2 separate regions of the Rattus norvegicus genome follow, and region 1 is linked to region 2. A link is a contact called in public Hi-C data. All regions are on one chromosome and are shown on one strand. Each heading gives the region's core, a stretch centred on a gene start, on an enhancer-like site or on the middle of the called end of the contact. The rest is flanking DNA. Distances are from core to core; before and after follow the strand shown.

Evidence for each region. A called contact is a pair of places that touch in the nucleus more often than the background predicts.
Region 1: a contact with region 2 is called in a Hi-C map of frontal cortex, with 5 times the contacts expected there. The contact joins two enhancer-like sites. A contact is called at or near these places in 3 of 12 Hi-C or Micro-C datasets (the A7r5 cell line, Schwann cells and frontal cortex).

Annotation. Positions count from the first base shown.
Region 1 is chr2:15,863,923-15,867,291 of GRCr8, forward strand. Mef2c (myocyte enhancer factor 2C) reads left to right here. Exons shown (of 11, transcript NM_001399397.1): 11 at 2,916-3,369. The coding sequence ends at 3,237. The region is part of intron 1 of LOC103691412 (a long non-coding RNA gene); the gene reads right to left. Among named protein-coding and RNA genes, the nearest start is that of Mir9-2hg, 56 kb to the right of the region's middle. Within about 2 kb of position 1,914, at least 14 of the 93 cell types and tissues checked have an H3K27ac peak or open chromatin away from gene starts, as enhancers often do.
Region 2 is chr2:14,350,307-14,353,575 of GRCr8, forward strand. No RefSeq gene overlaps it. Among named protein-coding and RNA genes, the nearest start is that of Trnap-ggg1, 40 kb to the right of the region's middle. Within about 2 kb of position 1,390, at least 3 of the 93 cell types and tissues checked have an H3K27ac peak or open chromatin away from gene starts, as enhancers often do.

The DNA of each region.
Region 1 (3,369 bases), core at 664-3,163, 1.5 Mb after region 2:
CACCCTCTCCTGTCCTCCTCAGGGACCTGCACACATATGCCCAAACTCACACAGAGACATACACATATGCACATCAATAAAAACAAATGAATCTTTTTTTAAAAAAATTAGGCTGAGTGATACATGCACACCTATAACCCAGCACTTAGAAGGCTGAGACAGGAGGATGAAACATTTGAGCCCAGGCTGGCATATGTAATGAGACTGCCTCACAGGGAGGGGAAAGCTAAATAGAGTAAGAAAACCTAATTTTATTGGGGTGGCAGAGTGAGAGGAACTTAAATAAAGCTATCCACATTTTATCTCTGAGCAATCTGAAGGAAGGGTAGCTCTCTCAGATTAAAACGCTACATAGCGGGGTCAGAAGTACCTCAGAGGACGTGACAAGGTACCGACGTGCCTGGACCGCCCTCCCCCTACCTCATTCTCACTCGCACCTGTAGTCTCAAGTCTCACAATTATCTGTGGCTGTATTTCGTTCACGAGAACAAGCTACCGTATTACAGTTAAGTGATATTAATGCTGCCTACTCTTGGCAAGAAAGTAGCTCCGGTAGCAGAGATGGCCAATCTGTTGCAGTCCGTGCCACAGTGAAGTGAATTTGAGATGAAGACACCATGTAGAGCTCTGGGCTGCAGACTTAGTTCCACTAGCTACCCAGCTCAGAATAAGTCTGTGTTAAAGTGTAAATGAAATCCCGCCACCAGAGAAGGTGTTCAGTCATGGTAAAGAATTACCAACAAATAGACACTCCTTTTTTTGTGGGGAGCAAGACACTGTGAAACTTCTGCGTGGCCACTGATATTGGGAACGGGGACAAAGGAGAGGTTGTGATGACATCAAAGACACATCATCTCATTCTTATTACTTTCAACTTAATTTATATAGACGAGTTACCTATGGAACCCAACTCACTGAATTTTTAGGAGGTTCCCACTCTGTTGTGTTTAGAGGAGTGTAAGCTGAATGTCCCAGAGTGAAGAAAAGTATTTATTGATAAGCTGTGTCACTTCGAAGCTCCTTATTGGCATTCATTATTAAGCGCTGGTGTGATCCACGGCAGAAGCATTTAGTTAAATGTTAGTGAAATGGCTTTTCTTACCCAGAGCAGGAAAACTCTTCCAGAAGTCAAAAGATGATTTCCTCAAACATCAAAATGAATTGTGAAGTAACTTTGAACCAGTATAAAATAGTCCACTATTATGGAGCCTTTGAAATACAGGTGTTTTCCTGTCTCCCACCTTAATACGGCTTTGATTTAAAGACAATTTAATTAAAAGTCTTAGAAAATCAGAGAACTAATATAGACTAAAATAATAAGCTTCAGATAAGTAGTTCCACGGATAGACAGAGATTGAAAACTGTGTGCACTGGGATTGGCATCTGTATCTGAATGTGCAGACTGCCTAAACCAGAAGGGCTCATTAAAGCAGCAAAGAGCCCCCTTGATAATGTCCTCCATGTTAGCTCATTTACTAATAAGAAGGGGAAAGTCATCCCTTGCCAGTAGGTGGTGCTTTTGTATAAAACATTACTCAAAGATAAATTCGTTTCTGACTAATTTTCTATCTCTGTACATCTTAACCCTGTGTCACATCCCCCAAAGGCCAGCCCCACGTTATCCCACTGCAGTCTCTGAAATGCACTCACTGTTCAGAAAGACACTAGCCCACACGTAGTTCTCTCCGTCAGGGAGCAGCATACTTGCATGCATTAATAGGTAGGCTTGCTTCCTTTTGTTTAAAACCGGTGTCTCTGTACATATAATTATTTTCCGCGAGTATCCCGCAATTAAAGAGACTGCAGTACCTTCTTGATGGTGTAGCTGGATCAGATTGACTCTGGATGTGCATGTCATGAAGCAAGAACAAAGCAAAACAGAGAAACAAACAAAAATCGTAATGCTGATGCCAGCAGAGTGAGCACGGTTCGGCCTGCTCAGTCATCAATCCCCAGTCCACACTTAAGACTTAAAGCTTTTCTCTGAGGCTAACTGTTGTCCAGAGTCTCCCAGAATGCACTGTCTGCAAATCAGTGATGATTAGAGCCATAGTGATGGCTCACTCCTCCTTCTTCTCCACATGCTTTCCTTCACAAACAACAGATTCGCCGTTAACATTATTATAAGTAAGACAAGCGTTACCTTAAGCAACCATCGTCACTGCTGCTTAGCCCTGTTAAGATTAAAGGAATTGGGAACTACAGACAGGATTTTCATTCTAGACAGCTGCAAATGATAAAGTCCAGTTAGGTATCAGTTTTAGGGAGATGATTTTTGAAACAGTTTTTAAATTTTCTGCATATAATATTCAGTCTTTCTCCCTCCTTCCCCCCCCCCAAGCCTGACATCAGTTATATATAATTATACGGCGTTTGATGTGTGCTGTTCATTTGAGATTCTTACTGTTCGTTTTCCCTTAGTAATATATATCTCCAGTTATATGGGCATATCAGTTAGAGAGAAATTCTTATCAATAATGGGTTTTTTAAAAATAATCTCAAATACACAGACACTGATAAACCAAGAGAGTGCCATTCAAAGTCAAACACTGTCTCCCAAGGTTCAGAAAAGAACGGAACTAGTATAGGGGGAAATTCCATGAACGCAGAATGACTTTTGTACCTTTTGTACCGTGTCTTAATCCTTTATGAAAGGGTAATCTATACAGTTACAGAGTATTTTAGAAGCTGGAGATGATCCCCGAGGCCTGGGCCAGTTAAGTGGTGTATTTACCCCCAGGCAGGAGCATTCTCCGTGGCTCTAGGCGGTGCCGCCCCGCAGTGCCTAGCTGCACTCTCATTGTGGGCACGCACTAGAGTCTATGCAAGTCTTTTAAGCTGCTATGTTTGTAATGTGAGTTCCTGGGGCCTGCAGGCCTCCTCCATCTGTAACTGGGTTTCCTTTCCTCCTACAGAGCTTGCACTAGCACTCATTTATCTCAGAGTTCAAATCTCTCCCTGCCTTCTACTCAAAGCCTCAACATCAAGTCAGAACCTGTTTCTCCTCCTAGAGACCGTACCACCACCCCATCGAGATACCCACAACACACGCGCCACGAGGCGGGGAGATCTCCTGTTGACAGCCTGAGCAGCTGTAGCAGTTCCTACGATGGGAGCGACCGGGAGGATCACCGGAACGAATTCCACTCCCCCATTGGACTCACCAGACCTTCGCCGGACGAAAGGGAAAGTCCCTCAGTCAAGCGCATGCGGCTCTCTGAAGGATGGGCAACATGATCACATTATTACTTAATAGTTTTTTTTTCTTGCAGTGTGTGTGTGTGCTATACCTTAATGGGGAAGGGGGGTCGATATGCATTATATGTGCCGTGTGTGGAAAAAAAAGTCAGGTACTCTGTTTTGTAAAAG
Region 2 (3,269 bases), core at 140-2,639:
AACTTTTCATTCACTCTACAATTTATATTTAGATATAAAATATTACATTATTCTTTAACATTTTGTTTGAGGTCCAGAAATGATCAAAACCAGAGTTTTGGAACAGGAATATGCAGAAAGACCAGGACAGTATTGACAGCAGGCAGTTAAAAACAAAACAAAGGCAAAACCCCAAACCCAAAACCCAAACCAATGAGTTTCCAGAACTACATGCCTCAGTAATTAGGCAACGTGTTGATGGTATAGGATGTAACAATTTTTATTTGAATTAAGGTAAAAATCAGTGATCTCACTTCAATACCTATTATGCTTTCAAATACTTTAATAGTTTTTATTTATAAGATCTTAGACATACAGAGAATAGGAACTCAAAATAGGAAGCTAATCTCAAGAAAGTGGGTTTGCAGCCATGGTGCCCATCTGCTCTGAACCACTAATAGTAATAGGAGACCATTAGAGGGGAAGCAAGTAGATGCGAAATAGTCTTTGCATTAGAGCCGGAGCCTGTCACTCTTCTGGCAACCCTGCCGAGAGCTACACATCAAAGCCACCACACTGAGCTAATAGTGTCACTTATCCCACAGCCTTTACACTGTCCCATATGTAGTCACTGTGCAGGGGGTGTGCACATGAGGGTGAGAGGGGAGCTGACAATGTGCTAGAAGAAACCGTAGGAGATAAACCGACTGTGATTTATCACCTCTAATCCTTGCAATGGAAAACATTTAGGAGGAGCAAATAATTGAGGTTTTAAAGAAAAGTGCTTTTGTAAAATCCCCCCAATTTAATTAGAGATCTAAAAATGGAATAATAAAAATAATTTTAAAAAGTCATGAGAAAATCCGTAATATGTTTGTGTAATTGGAAGGAAAAAACCATGCTTTAAAGTGCTTTTGGTAAAAGGACTTAGTTTTGAGTTTATGCCTGGAAAGACGTGTGTGTGTATATGTGTGTGTGTGTGTGTGTGTGTGTGTGTGTGTGTGTGCGTATGTGTGTGTGCATATGTGTGTGTGCATATGTGTGTGTGCATATGTGTGTGTGTGCATATGTGTGTGTGTTTAAGAGAGAGAGATTTGTCAGTTTCAGAAGACAATTAGAATCATAAATATCTACATAATAAGTTGCTAAAGGAAAAATTTCTATGAAATTGAAAGCAATCAGTGATAATGTACCTATATTCTGGTTTTTGCTGCCTCTCTTTCCTGGCTAATATTGCAGATGTATTTTTTTCTTTTTTTTTTTTTTGAGGTTGCTGTTTATCTACTGATCACTGACTGGTGCATGTAGACAGGTGGGCAGTGTGGAAACTTTGTGGACAACATAAAAAGCGAGGAGCAGGACTTCTAGACTCATGAGGCAAAATGCCCCATCTCGTGCTGCCAAGTTCCCCTGCTTCCTGCCCAGGACCTGTCTCTCCCTGTATTTGGCAGACACAGTAGCCTGATATTTAGGTAGGTCTTCTCAGTAGGTAGCTTATGGTCTGAGTTGTCTGTGAATACTTCTGGAGCAACCTATAGGTTTGTTCTGGAGAAGTTGGAACACAAATAGCTGTGTTGAATCTGAACATTCCAAACATGAATAGTAAGTATAAACACTGCGTCGGAAAATAAAACACAGTCATTTCAAAGAAGTATTGCTCTGAACCAAAGTTTAAAATGAACAATCTCTAGTCCTGAAAACATCTCATGACACATTTTACTGGGTTTTAAAATTTAGACTATGATATCTGGGCTATTATATGGCATATATATGATATTGTTATACCACAGATTATGAAATCTATAGGTCTAAAACTGACAACTCACTATGATGAAACCTGTAAGTGGCTAAAAAGAAGCCTAGCACTGATAGCTCAGACTCTACACATCAGGAATCTATAGGCGCCTCTGCTTCGGCTCTTGTTCCTTGTTTAGTCTTAGTTTTTTCCAGACCATGTCAGGATTTGACTACATGGAGCAGTGTGACAAGTGATGCTTTCTCAACAAACACCAGGACACGGAAGCTTTGAAAAGCAGAGGAGGGCTAAGGAGACAGATGGCTCAATAAAATGCTTGCCACCAAAAACATGGGGACAGGAGTTCCTATTCTAGAGCCCAGCTATAATGCTATTCACAGCTGTGTGGCCATGTAACTCCTAGTACTGGGGGGAAACTGCTCTATGTCTGAACCACATTGGCTTAACTGAACAGAGAAGCTTTGCATTCAGTAAGAGAAACAGTCTCAAAATGAGGAGTCATTGAGAACAGACATCTGATGTCAAATTTTTAAGGGCTTTAGAGCTGCTTCAGTTCTTGAGAGCACTTGCTACTCCCCAAAGGGACCTGGGTTTGATTATGAGAACTGAACACTGGGCAGTTCCTAACTCCAGCCCTCTATTGGCCTCCATGAACACATGTGCACACATGCACACAGATACAGATACACATAAATACAAAAACAAGTCTTCAAAGACACCTCATCATCACTTCTGGTCTCCACACAAATATATGGCCTCATGCATATATGCACATAACCACCCTAACAAGTATGCATGACACCGTAAAAGCAGGAAGGAACAGAGAGTCTTCGGCTTTTTGCTGTAGCTCCGACCTTCTATGTGGAGCATAACATCTCATTGACCCTAGAAACATTTTTCCCTCACCCTCTTACTTCAGGTAACAGCACCAAGGTCATCCTACGCCAGAGAGTTTACTCAAATGTTCCATTGTGTTTATTATCTCTTCCCAATTTTCTAACTTAACCACTCAGTCCTATTCATTCTCCCTCTTAAGATTCTTTTTGCCTCCTATTCTGACTGCCTGGTTAAAAGAGAGCTACAAAGCTCCCTACTTATTCTTACTTCTTCGTAGTCCTCCAAAAAGTCTCCCAGTTAGAGAATGTTCACATGTGGCCTCTCAGGGAATGGTGATCAAATCATTCGCTTAATTATTTCATAGAAGACCGGATATCAGTTGGGTTTACATTCTAGTCTGTCCGAGCTTCCAGGAGACATTTCTGAAACCACAAGGTGGAGCTAGACCATACCCTAGTCCATCATCCCTTAAACCTTCTGGGTGTGGTGCTTGTCCTTCACACAGCCTCCCCAGCCCTTTCCTCTAAAACTTTCCATCTCCCAGTCTTCTTCTCCTCTCCCACATGCCCCCTACGCCACAGCCACAGGCACGTCTCACTGCCTGCTGAATATGCCACTTTTTAAAAGCTCTGCTTGTCCCAGATGCTGTTTCTTTTCCTGGCGTGCCCTTCCTTCCTTTCTATGCACGGCGAACACC